3 separate regions of the Mus musculus genome follow, and regions 1 and 2 are each linked to region 3. The links are chromatin contacts, called in public promoter capture Hi-C maps. All regions are on one chromosome and are shown on one strand. The core of a region is the stretch at or near the end of the contact, and the rest is flanking DNA. Distances in the headings are between cores, read along the strand shown. Region 1 holds the start of 5830448L01Rik (RIKEN cDNA 5830448L01 gene). Region 2 holds the start of Dcp1a (decapping mRNA 1A). Region 3 holds the start of Ercc6 (excision repair cross-complementing rodent repair deficiency, complementation group 6).

Evidence for each region. Promoter capture Hi-C pulls out the DNA fragments that hold promoters and counts their contacts.
Region 1: a promoter capture Hi-C map of neutrophils shows a contact between it and region 3, with 2.7 times the contacts expected there. The contact joins the promoter of 5830448L01Rik here to the promoter of Ercc6 in region 3.
Region 2: a promoter capture Hi-C map of pre-B cells shows a contact between it and region 3, with 2.2 times the contacts expected there. The contact joins the promoter of Dcp1a here to the promoter of Ercc6 in region 3. A contact is called at or near these places in 3 of 39 promoter capture datasets (liver and pre-B cells), 1 of 484 Hi-C or Micro-C datasets (CD4 T cells) and 1 of 9 other capture datasets (liver).

The regions. Positions count from the first base shown.
Region 1 is chr14:34,672,097-34,676,270 of GRCm38.p6, forward strand. It overlaps 5830448L01Rik (RIKEN cDNA 5830448L01 gene), which reads right to left and starts at 2,572. Exons shown (of 1, transcript NR_165636.1): 1 at 875-2,572. Wapl (WAPL cohesin release factor) reads left to right here and starts at 1,832. Exons shown (of 19, transcript NM_001004436.4): 1 at 1,832-2,264.
Region 2 is chr14:30,477,279-30,481,545 of GRCm38.p6, forward strand. Dcp1a (decapping mRNA 1A) reads left to right here and starts at 2,287. Exons shown (of 10, transcript NM_133761.3): 1 at 2,287-2,538. The coding sequence starts at 2,344. It also overlaps a transcript of Cacna1d not described here.
Region 3 is chr14:32,511,073-32,515,283 of GRCm38.p6, forward strand. Ercc6 (excision repair cross-complementing rodent repair deficiency, complementation group 6) reads left to right here and starts at 2,449. Exons shown (of 21, transcript NM_001081221.2): 1 at 2,449-2,527.

The sequences.
Region 1 (4,174 bases), core at 1,322-3,821, 2.2 Mb after region 3:
TACCTCTTTTGGCTTTTTGATCTTACCTTTTCCCTCTGATGATAATTACCCTCTAATTAGCACCCACCACCATGTCATCTAAATAATTAACCTAAGTGCAGACTGCACCTCTGCCTGCCATCTTCAAACAAATGATAAAACAATATCCTAAGCTGCTGATTAAAAAGACAAAATTGGCCCAAATAGGTCATATATGTATACCATATATAGTGCAAGACTGGTTCCTTAGCATAAGTTAAGAGGCGATGGCCTGCTGTGAAGTCAGTCAGGCTGATACTGGGGAAACTGCAAATGCAAGAATGTAAGTTATGAACTTAGGATCAAAAGGAAAACAATTCAAGTGTTGAAAATCCACCTTAAATTCCTATTGGGAAGTGCTCATGTTTTTTATTTTTAAGAGGGTGGCAGAAGGGAGTGCCAAGGGCATCTAACCAAGGGCATGCTGGAGAAAAACTCTACTATTAACTTATCCTCTCAGTCAGAAGTTTTTATTTTTCCTTTTTAGCTTTGTTGGAAAAATCCATTGACTACAGTGGAGGGAGCTTGAAATTTGAGGAGTCTTTAAAAGCAAATCTGGCAGAAGAGGTTGTCTTTTCACTAAAAGCAATTAGTAGTTTTCTAATTTCTCAGATGAGTCTCCATTAGCTGCAAGGCCAATGACTGACCACTCACTTCTCCTAAGGGAAACTGTTTTAGAAAGCTATTTTCTCATTGAAGGTTTAAAATAAAACCTCTCCAAGTTTCTCAACCAGGTGATTCACTGACATGAAAAAAAGTCTCTGCAGAAGAAAACTTAAAAATACTCCGTCCATCATTCACTACCTTCTTGTCCGGGACTAGTTAGTTGAAAACCCAAACCAAAACAAACAATCCGTCCCCCCCAAACCAAAACTTTATTATGAACAATTTGAGACATAAATACTGGTATGATAGCATATGTGTACATATCCCACAGCTCCAACATCGAAGGACATCCTCAGTTAATTTATTCCCTTCTTTCCCAGTTTCCAGAGGCTTAGTCTAAAACAAAATAAACGTATTGGATCATTTTACCTATCAACACTTTAGTGTGTGTGTGTGTGTGTGTGTGTGTTTTAAATTTAAAGCCACATTACCGTAAGCACGTTCGATAAGGATGACGATAATTCCTTAGTAACATAAAATACTCGGGGAGCGGGGGTGGGGTGGGGGTGTGGGGTGTCATTGCTAACAGGTAGGGGACAGAACTCCGTAGTGGGGACTGAACAAGAAAGGAGAGAGAGGATGAAGTGGCCGGCTGAAGCGGATCCCGGCTGCGAGGAGACCAGCACCCGACTGCTCCAGGTTTCGCTGCTCGTTTACCTGCGTTGGCTCTCTCGCACCGTCAGACCAGGTCAAAGGCGGCCCCAAGTTCCCCGCCTCCAAGGTCCGGGCGGTGGCCCAGCAGGCTCGGCGCAGCTGCACAAGTCTCTGTCCCTAGACACCGGAGGGTCCCTGGAGGGGAAACGATTGACACAGCTGCCTGCACTGTGCCGCGAGCCTTCCCGCGCTGCACCTGCGTCTCGTCGCGTGGCTAGGAACTGGGACTGGCTCCGGAGTCGGTGAAGTCCAGCAGGCCCTTAGCCAGAACCTATACCGTTCGCCAGCTCCGGAACCGGGCTTTAGACACCAGGACCTTGCGGAAGAGAGAACTACAACTCCCGTCGGGCCACGCGGTCCGACCAATGGTGGTAGCCGGCGCGTGCGGGGCGCGGCGCCTGCGCGGCGGTTTGAGTAAGAGGCCGTACGATTGGCTGCGGAGTCGGGCGGCCGCGCGGGGCCTGTGGGAAGCGGAGTGACGGAGCGAGCGGCTGTTGGAGGAAGGAGGTGGGGGGCCGGGAGCGCAAATGGCGTTGAGATGGTTCAGGGCCCTGTTCAAACTCCAGCGCTGACCATTCACCGGCGGAGGCGGCGGCGCAGAAGGCGGCGGCGGCCCAGCGGGGGCACGTAGCGGGCTCGGCACCGGCGGCGGCCGCCAGGGAGGCCTAGGCCCTGTCCGGCCGGCGCGCCTGAGGTGGGGAGGGAAGTTGCGGGGCCGCCGCTCACCCCCCACCCCCCCTGTCGCCCGAGCTTCCTATTTACCGAAGCGGAGCCGCGGACTGTGACGGCAGCAGAGCCCCTCGCCCCTCTCGGTGGCACCGGTCGGCACTGGTCTCTCGCGCGGGGCTCCCGCGCCCGCCCGCGGGCCGTTGGGAGCCGGAGAGGCGGAGGCGGCCCGAGGCCAAAGCACCCGCCAGGCGCCGAGGGTAAGTGAGGTCTCGGGCGGCTGCCTAGGCCCGGAGTGAGTTGGGGCGGGTGGAGGCGGCAGGGGCGGCGCGAGGCTCGTTGCTCACCTGGCTTCTAAGGAAGTTGGGCACCGGAGGATCGCAAGAAACTCTTTCCCTTCCCACCTCTTAATTTTGCCTTTTGAGTTCTTCTCCGGCTACTTGATTTGACTTCTCTTTTCCAAACCCGGTCCGGTTGATTTGAGTCCCGAATTCTTTTTCCCCGTCGTCTCCTCCGCCTCTAGCCGTCACCGAGAGGCCTTGCTTCGGGGACTCGGTAGCAGAAGCTTCCGGGGCGTCCGAAGCGACATCCCTTTCCTAGGCTGTGGGGGTTGGGAGGAGAAAAGTTGCGTGAGTGTCCAGCCCGAGGGGTGTCTCGGCTCCAGCCTCCGGGCGCACTCGCAGCCTCAGGTGAGGGTTTCTGTTTGCCCATTCCACTCTCCTCTCTTTATTGAAGCCCCCCTAATGCATTACCTTGGGTGTCTTTCCTGGAAGTGGCTAGGTTTCTTTACAGCTTCAGTGTAAGGAGGTTGGTTGGTTGTTTTGTATACCCTTTCCCTAATTTAAATCGCAGTGCACTTCCATCAAAAGTCAGCTGGGCTTTGGGATGAAGCGAAGGCCTCCCAAATCGAAAACAATCAGTTGTGAACCTTCTTTTCCTTTTTAGTTAGGACTGTTGGTGAAATTTGAAGCCAGAACAAGATAGTGTGTCTGAAATGTGCGTAAAACGTCATGCCAAATATATATGCTGAATTTGTACATATGTTAAGCTTAGATAATGCCATCGCAGTAGTCTGCTGACTTTTTAAAATGGACGTTATGGAAAACAGTAAAAGCAATCACGTAACTCTTGTACTCATATCTCCTGGATTCTGTACATAATAACTCAACCATATTTTCTAATCAGTACGCTCCCCATTCCTTAATATTAAAAAAATCACTGATATTTCATCAATATTTAATGATGTTAATACATCAGCGAATATTTCTGAGACGTGATCTTTTAAAAATACAGTTGTCTTATTACTTAGCTCAGTATCATATATTCATTTGCAGATCTTAATCTTGCACAGTGAATGCTTTACTGTTTTTTACGGTGAGTTTTTCAGATGTCATAAAGAAGATCAAGTCTAGATTTTTTTTTTTTTTTGGCTTTAGTCAGCATTTTTAGATGATTGCCATGTATGTGTGCCCAAAACATTCCAACTTTGTTGGAATGTATATATGTGTGTAGGTCTGCGTGTCTGTAGTCAGCTTAAAGAAATGACTTTTCTTGCCTTTGGCAGCTGCCCAATTACACTTGGTTTTGTTTAATAGGCTATACTTAACAAGAAAGACAATGAAGCTTGTTAGTGTTCAGAACTACAAAATGGAAACTCTCTGAGGAAAGCTAAAATTTCTTTTAGCACAGATGTGTACGATGACTAAATTATTATTTTATCTGATCAGAGTTGTTTTCCTTTCAAACATTAGGGTGGTGGTGAGTTGTCTTCTGAATATTTGCTGAACTAAATTGGATAGTGATTCGTTAAGTTATAAGAACTTAATAGAAATACTAAAAGTGTAGCTCAAAAATATTTGAAAATATAAGTTAAATATTATTCTTATTGTAAGTTTCCAAGTAATGAAGATTTTCCAAGCCCTTAAGTAATTGCTTACCTTCCCCCTAGAATTGATAAATTGATATTTAAACTGCAGAAGGCCAAAGTGTTAAGAAATGGATAATGATTGATTGTGCTATAAAAGCACTATACCTTATATTTTTTAAAGTGTTTGATTTTTTTTTTTGACTTTTCTTGTAAAATTTTTTCAGTATATTTTTGGGTAAATCAGGTAAATGAGTTTGTAAATTGAAGAGGAAAATCAAGGCTATATATTTCTATTTTATAATA
Region 2 (4,267 bases), core at 1,037-3,536, 2.0 Mb before region 3:
GGCTCAGGATCCCAAGCACCCAGTGTAGTTGCCATCCAGCTAATAAAGATTGGTTTTTATTGGCTTAAATCCATGTCTGAGCAGTCTTCTCTGACGAGTAACCCCAGCACTCAGGTCCAGAGGCTTACAAATGCCTATAAGTTAAGGTCCAAAATGCCCAACACTCTCTTCTGGTCTCTGCGGGCATCCCTGCACACTTATGTCAGCATAAACTTATACCAACACATGCACACATAAATAAAAATGTAAATAACCTATGGAATTAGCATACAGAGGGAAATTGAAGGTAAAGAAAGTAATGGGCTCCTACCCTCTACCACTGGGTAAAAGGTAGCCTGGATGTGAAGCAAAAGATCCCAGAGACTCTAATACCAGAATACGACTGACTAGTGTGGAACTGTGAGCCACTCACCTCTTCCCCTCCGGGCTGAATTAAAGCATCAGTTAAATGCTAGGTTCCCACCTCACCACCGAGTCACGATGCAAATCTCAGCCCTTGCTTTACTTTCCCGAGGAACACCTACTCATCCAAAGCACCAGTTCAGACCTCAGCAACTCCTTGAAGCCTGCCTACCCGAAGCCAACCTCAGAAGTCGGCTCGAGACACCCCAAGGCCATCATGTTCTTAGCACAGAGATGAATGTGCCCCAGAGGGACAGAGAGCATGGATAATGAACAAAGACAGGAGAGAGGGGAAGAGGACGAAGGGGAAGGAAACAAAGAGGAGGGGAGGAAGGGAATGAGAGATATTTGGGGAGGAGGGAATAAAGGACTGCCTCTGGATGTCGAGGCAGAAGTGGCCCACAGGCAAACGGCAGTTAATAAAGGTAAAAGGGGAAACCCCACAGTAGGATGTGTTTAATTTTAATTGGGCACATTAATTAGGTGAACTAAAGGGGGCTTTTGATTGCTGGACTTCAATACTTTTATAGCTGGACTTTGGTAGTCGGCCTCAGGAGAAAGAAGTGGCTAAATTAGGGACTAGACCTTGGTGGCTAGTGTTAGGAATAAAATCTAACAGTTTTTAGCAAGGCAGAGGGAAAAGGGGAGAAGAGCAAGGTCTGCCAGAACCTTGCCTGCCATGCTGGAACTGGTAGTGAGGTTCCTTCACTACCTTTCCTGGCTCAGATGGCAATAAGGACGCCACCCTCTGGAATTCAAAGAGAGACATCTATCATGGGGCTGTTTGCTTGCGTTTAGTTTCTCCTAGAGCCAAAAGAGTTGGAAGCTCGGAGCTGGCAACCACTCAATAAGATCAGTGAGTGTGTACAGAAGTGAAGGGTGAATAACCGATAGGCGGCTGTTCCAGCTTTTGTAGTTGCTTCACACGCGGTTCTGTCAAGAATGTAAAGTTTGCCCTTCCATTAGTATGTAAAACCACAAGCAACACAAATATGTGGGGGTACTTTGAGAAAATGTAAAGTTTATCCTTTCAAAAATGTTCATTTGTGCTGAGATGTCTTCAATAAAGAGAAACGATGGTTTTTAAAGCAACTCAATGAAAACAGCCTGAGCACTTTGCTTTACCTCTTAGTACTTCCTGATCCCTTAAAATGCCCAATAAATGTTTTCTTTTTAAAAGAGATCTACTTACTATTTTAAATAATAGACGTCTCTATAGAACAATAGAAATATTTATCTGGGACCCAGATGAGGAAAAAGACGAGCAAAAGAGGGTAGGCCAAGTCTATTGTAGTTCCAGGCAGGCTAGTTTGGCTGCTTTGAAACATTTCTTTCAAAAGTTACCAAACTGTTAAGAGTGAAGGTGCACTCTGAGGTCAGAAGTGACGGACAGCTCCCCTTCCTCATTTGGACTGAGTTTTCTTTTTTCTTTTTTTAAAGATTTATTTATTTTATGTATATGAGTACACTGTAGCTGTACAGATGGTTGTGAGCCACCATGTGGTTGCTGGGATTTGAACTCAGGACCTTTCGGAAGAGCAGTCAGTGCTCTTAAACGCTGAGCCATCTCTCCAGCCAGGTCTGAGTTTTCTAAATGGTACGTGGAGACCTCATGTCCTCAGCAGCAAGCATTTCGATTCTGCGCCGGAACCCGAGTTAGGGACTGCGCTGGGGTGCAGCCTCCCCGGCAGGAGTCAGGTTCATTCAGGGAACCGGTTCACACCCCGCCAGGTGAGAGAGGTCTCCGGACTATCAGCTCACGGCTCCACCGCGCAGGCGCGGGGGCCTGTCTCTTCCGGCAGACGCGGCCCGAAGAAAATCGGAACCAGGGCTCCTGGCGCACAGGAGCAGCGGATGAGATTAGCTGAAGTACCACGCTCGGCAAGGCTGGGCCGGTAGGCGGAAGTGGAGGGCTGACTGAGCTGGGGGAACTTTGCCTGGATGGCACTTTCCTGTTCCACAGTCCGCCCCCGCCGGAGGGGCTCGGCTCTGAGATCCAAGATGGAGTTGTTGAGTCGAGCTGAGCAAGAGATGAGTCTGGCGGCCTTGAAACAACACGACCCCTATATCACCAGCATCGCAGACCTCACGGGCCAGGTCGCCCTGTACACTTTCTGCCCCAAAGCCAACCAGTGGGTGAGTGAGGCCCGGCCGGGGACAAGGCCAGCCTGGCCGCTGCCGCCTCTTAAAGGGACCGCGCAGACAGCTGAGGATTGGGGGTGGGGGAGAGAAGCAGGAGCCCAGGACCGCAAAGGCGAGGCCGGGACCTCTCCCAAAACCGGGTCCGGAGCCAAAGAGGTGACCGGGGCACGCGGAATTGAAAGAATGTAGCGGAAGGAGTAGACCAGAGACAGAGCAGGGAAATCGGATGGAGGAGAGAAACGAGGCAGGATCAGTCTTTTTGGGTCGGTTCTCGGGGCTTGAGGTTGCATTGGTAAAATATGAGACAAGTTAATTTTAACAAGTGAGTGAAAGCCTGTGTTTGAAGACTTTGAGGACTCTTAGATACATGTACTTGATGGAAGAGTCCGCTCCTCTTTCCCTGCCGACCTAAATGTGATGGTTTGGATTTGAAGCTTTAAAAATCAGCTTCAGGAGTTAGACCAGCTTTAGTCGAACTACTCTGTATCTCTGGAATTTGAGGAAAATTTTCAAGGCTACTTCAGTAAGAACTGGATTCCTTGGAGACGTTTGCAAGAAAAAGAGACCAGTGCTAGGACCTTTGATGGCTCCCTTCTTTTGGGATTGTGTGAGTGGCATAGAGTTGCAGAAGTTACTTTGTCTACTCGCAGATTCTAGTTAACCTCAACTCGAAGCACCTGTGTACACGGCCCCTTTTCTTGTGCTCCGTTTTTCCTCATTCACTCATTGGGCTATACAGAGGTTCGGTTTTAGAACATTAAAGCTCAACACCTGCGCTGAAAACCCGAGTTAACGCTGTTGCAGCAAAAGAAAGAATACTAATGTTCGATTTTCTTGTTTATTTCTTGTAGTACAGGAACTCAAACCCAAGACCCCCTGATAGCAGGCAGGCACTGTTCCTCTACCACTGGGCTATATACCCACCCCGAGTTACAATTTCTTAGTCACATTTTCAGTTGTTTATTTTAAAACCCTACCAAATTTGCCTAAGGCAGAGAATGGTTTCTATCCATGATTCTTAACAAAGTTCTGAAAATAATAAATTGTGTTTGGTAACCGCAAAATGTGTAACTTGTGAAAATATTCCTAAATCCTCCAGAAATGAAACAAAGGATCTTATAAGAAAATTTCCCAAGGGTAGGGATTTAGCTCAATGGTGCACAGCTGTGCATCATGAGCCCCAGGCTCTGAGTTCAACCCTGGTATCAGGGTTGAAGAAAGTTCTATTCTTTTTCTATAAACTTCCATAGACTGCTTAAGTTTGTTTTGTTTTTTTATTTTGGTTTGGTTTTTCTTTTTTTAAGTTGCAGTACACAATACCTTGACTGTAAATATTAAGATACCTAATTGAAAGGTTTTTGTGTTTACAAAGATAAAACTGGGGCTGGAGAAGTGGCTCAGTAGTAGCTACGAGCATTTGCTGCTCTTCCTGAGGACCTGGCTCAGTTTTCCAGCATCCCCATGCTGGTTTATATCCATCTGTAACTCTAGTCCAAAGAGATCCAATGCCCTCTGCTGTCCTCTGTAAGCTCCACACACACATATGTTACAAAGACATATGTATGCTGACAAAACATTCCTGCACCTTTTTTAATTGAAAAAAAAAACTTAATACATAAAAATAATAAGTAAAGCTAAGTGTGTGTGTGTGTGTGTGTGTGTGTGTGTATGTATGTATGTGTGTGTTTTCCTTTAGCTGTTCCTTACTGGTGGAAATAGACAT
Region 3 (4,211 bases), core at 1,199-3,698:
GGGTGCAGGTTAAGGAGAAGAGAAATAAGGAAAAAAAAAAAAAAAAAAAAAGCAACAAACAAACCCAGGCCTCCCTTCTTACATCCTGACTTCTGGCAAAAATATTTTGGCTTAAACAATTGTGGCATATTTGGCCTCTGACAAGGATGAAGCTACTGACAGGACCAAGGACATTTTTAGCTTTTAGCTGAGAATCTCCGAGTAGAGCACTTGAAGGTAAAATTCCTGTCTCTTCTCATTGGCTTTTGTAAGACACAGGTAGCACAGACCAAATTCTGGTTCTAGAGACTGGTGTCTGTAGTACTCAGGTGGGCACAGGAGCCATCCTCTTACCATAAACTACTTTCCTCCTCCTCTTTTGATTTTTCAAGCCAGGGTTTCTCTGTGTAGCCCTGACTATTTTGGAACTTGCTCTGTAGAGCAGCTTGGCCTTGGACTAAGATTCCCTGCCTATGCTTCCCAAGAGCTGGCACTAAAGGCACGAGCCACCATGCCTGGGTCAGCTGTGGGTTTTCATGTTGGGCAGGGTTGTTAGGTGATACAGTTAGGTCTTCCATCAGACCTATGTAAGAAACTTCACAAGCACAGCAGTGGTTCCAACTGTGTTGTTAATACCCCGGTACAGTTAGGAAACGAAGTCCTTGACGGGCACCTGGGTAAAGACACAGGTATAGGCGAGAGCAGAGATGGGGAAGAGCGGGCTCGGAGACCACTGCCAGGGGAAATGATCCCATCCCTCTAGGCACAGGCAGGGGTTTTATAATTTAGCTTTATAAGCTTGAGGAGTAGACCAGGAGAAGGAGAACAGAGATAATGTTCATGCCTGGAGTTCAGAGGACAAGGTGTGGGAGTTGGTTCTCTCCTTCTACCATGTGGGTCCTGAAGACAGGATTCAGGTCCTGAGGTTTGGTGGCCACCTGGTCAGCTCAAGCCTGGTTTTACTTCTACCCAAGGTATCTCCAGAGTTACCTTATAATCTGATTTACTAGGAGAAGGATAATAGGAGGGGTGGTGTGTGCAGAGAATTCTTAGCAATCTCTTGAGATGTAATATTTATTTGGCTAATGCTATGACAGTCGTGGCTCTCTGAGAAGCACGAATATATGTGTGTTTCACTTGCTTCGCAGAGCCCCTCCTTTCCTTAACCTTTGAGCTTAAGCCCTGATTAAAATGTCTTTAATGAAATCTTTTGACTCTGCTTCATAAACTGGCGGGTTGCTGGGGATGGCAGTGAGGAGCCTCTCACTACTGCCCCCCAAAGTTTTGTGCCTTTACACTGGACTTCGTGCCAAGGACCCTGACAATTCCACCTTCTCTATTCTTGGCATTTCTGGGCTAATTAGTTCCCAGTTTAATTCAGCTACCTCTTGGGAAACTGGGCTTTTTCTTTGTAAATTCTCACCTAAGCGAGACCACCTCCAGGATTCTTGGTTGGGTAAAGAATGTTACTACTTGGCTTAGATAGTTAATATTAGTTAACAAGTATTAAGTGACTTAATGTAGTTAAGCCATCTGTTGTAGACCTGCATGTTGTACATGCACTCAGGTGCTCTGCCCAGGTCTTGGGGTGGTGTTGGTGAGCGGTCATAAAGGTACGTTTTCCTCTTCGGTTTTAAGATGTGCCAGATGACTAAGGCGGTGAGGTGAGGATGTCAAAGCAAAGGATTTGAGCACCTTTAGCTAGTCACTCATTGGCAGACTCCCTTTTCTTTCTCTAAAAATGATTTCTGAGTTCGAGGCTAGCCTGGTCTACAAAGTGAGTTCCAGGACAGCCAGGGCTATACAGAGAAACCCTGTCTCGAAAAACCAAATTTAAAAAAAAAAAAAAAAGAAAAGAAAGAAAGTTTGGTTTCAGACCCAGGGACAAGGGACTGAGATGCGTATTTTACATATCAAAGCCTCCAGGTTTTCCCAGCATCCTTCAGTCCGTACCTGGCATACCATGTCTCAGTCCCTACCTGGCATACCCTGCCCCATAACCCTGAACTTCCCAGCCCAGGGCCTGGGCTGCCCTTCCCTCAGAGGTTCCTCCCAAAAAAATCCAGGCATTTTGCTCTCTCCTTCTCTCTCTACGCATACACGACCCCCACCCCCACAATGGCGACTTCAACCCTTGGGGCCAGTGAACTCGACAGACAACCGCCTTCCAATAAACCTGCCTTTAGTATAATCTGGTTTAAATTGGCTTATTTCACCGGTGGTGACGGAGAAATAACTTATTAATATCTTTTAATTCATAAAACTAGATAACATTTGTCAAGAATGATACAAGCCGCTCAAATGGCTACAGACTGACCACACAGTCCAACCTAGCCCAGGACAAAGGCCACGCGCGGCTCCCTTTGGTCAACGCACGTGGCAAACCCTTGCTTACAAACGGCTCAGCAAGGCGCAGGCGCCGTTGGTCCTGCCCGCCCCCAGAGGCGGTGCTTAGCACAGGCCTAGGGCGCATGCGCTAAGGTTTGTCTCAACGCTCCGTCGCGGCGGTAGCGACGAAGAATTCGTTTGGGCAGCCGCGTGGTTCTGGGTGAGTGTTCGGCAGCCGGACAGAAGGCCGGGTGAGAGTACTTGCGCCTCGGGCTCTCCATGAGGCTGTGGCCCCGCGCCGTGGGCGTCTAGCCTTCTGCGGCGGAGCCCGTCCGAGCGAGCCGCGGCTTCGCCCGTGGGCCGGATATCTTCCGGCAGGCGCACCTGAAACCGGAAGTGACGTGTGGCGCCGGCTCTCACCTGAGCGGAGGGCACGGGGCAGTGGGGGCGCGGACCAGCCCCTTGCATTTGCTTCTGGGTTTGTGAATGGGGCCCGGCGTGCAGGGCCTACAGGGCTCTGGTGGGTCTGGATGACGATGATGGTGTCCTTGAGAGGGAGAGTCAGGGTGGTGCATACCCGGCGCCTTCCGTAAGATGCAAAGTTGAGTGGGAGGGACAGAGCTGTAAGTGCTGTAACCCGGTACCCTTCGCGGTGTCATCTTCACCGCTGTCCTTCTCTTCCGAGCCCTCTCGTCTTTTTCCTCCTGACTTCATCCTATTAGCACTGCACTGCTATTTCTCTGTTATCCAAAACTGGTCTTTTACGAGCATTAATTGGGTCCTGCTGTTGTCACGCATCCTTAAACTTTTTGAGAGCCATTTCAGTGAAATATAATTTAAGAGCATACCCCCCCACCCCCCGCCCCCGGACCCGTGTAACTTGTCCCTTCTCGCTTCAACACCGTACTTATGTACAGATAACTCTCCAGACCCTAATCCAGCTTGGTTGTGGCCGTAGAAAACCCAAGTCACAAGTCTGGTTTCCTAGCTTTGTAACTTTTAGATGTTTCTGGAACGACTGAAAGATTTACACAGCGAGCAATACTATAATCAGCTCTTGAATTTTGGTTACAAAGTTCTCACTGAGTTCCAGCCTTTATTCATTATCTCATTTCGAGATGCTAACTCTGCTTTTGACCTTGATCAAATCTCATTAATCTTTTAGAGTGACACTTTGTCAGAGAGGCCACCTCACACCTTACCTTCACAGTTTTACTTAGGTCTCTCTTAATTGCCGAGTTATGTAACTTCTTTTTATGGCCATCACCACAGTTGCCCTTGTATATATCTATACTAAAGCCATTTTTTCTTTAAATGCCTGGCCTCCCAGGGGACTAGGGGGAACTGCCTCATGCCTCATTTGATTGAGTCAGTAATTTTGTCAGTGTGTGATTTAGTTCACCTCTGAAACTTTAGTGCTTTGATCAAATCCTTCTTTACATTATACTCCCCCCAACCCCCATGTGCATTCTCTCGCCCACACATGCAAGCTCTCTTCTGGCTATAGCTAGAAGCTAAACAGCTTTTTGCCCTCCTTCCCCTCCCACCATGAACTCCAGGCTGTTAACTTCAGCTGCTCTTCTTGGCCCCTTTCAGTTCTTACTCCTTTGTTCTACCACTTCTCTGACCATCCCAAGGAATGACTTTTCTCCAAGGCCTACTGGTTACAAGAGGAGGGAACTGGGCAGCACTGGAGTGTTGCCAATCCATCATTTTGGAAAGCACACGCCTGCAGTGTTCATTTCTCATGGATAGACTCATTCTTCTCACATTCCTCCCCCATCCCAACTTTGACCAAGGAAAGGCCCAGGCTTCTTCCTTGTGGAGTTATCTTCTTTGTCAACTCCCTTTTGTATCTGTGGGCACCAGGTGTCACTCTCCAGCTAGAGGCAGATGAAAGTGCT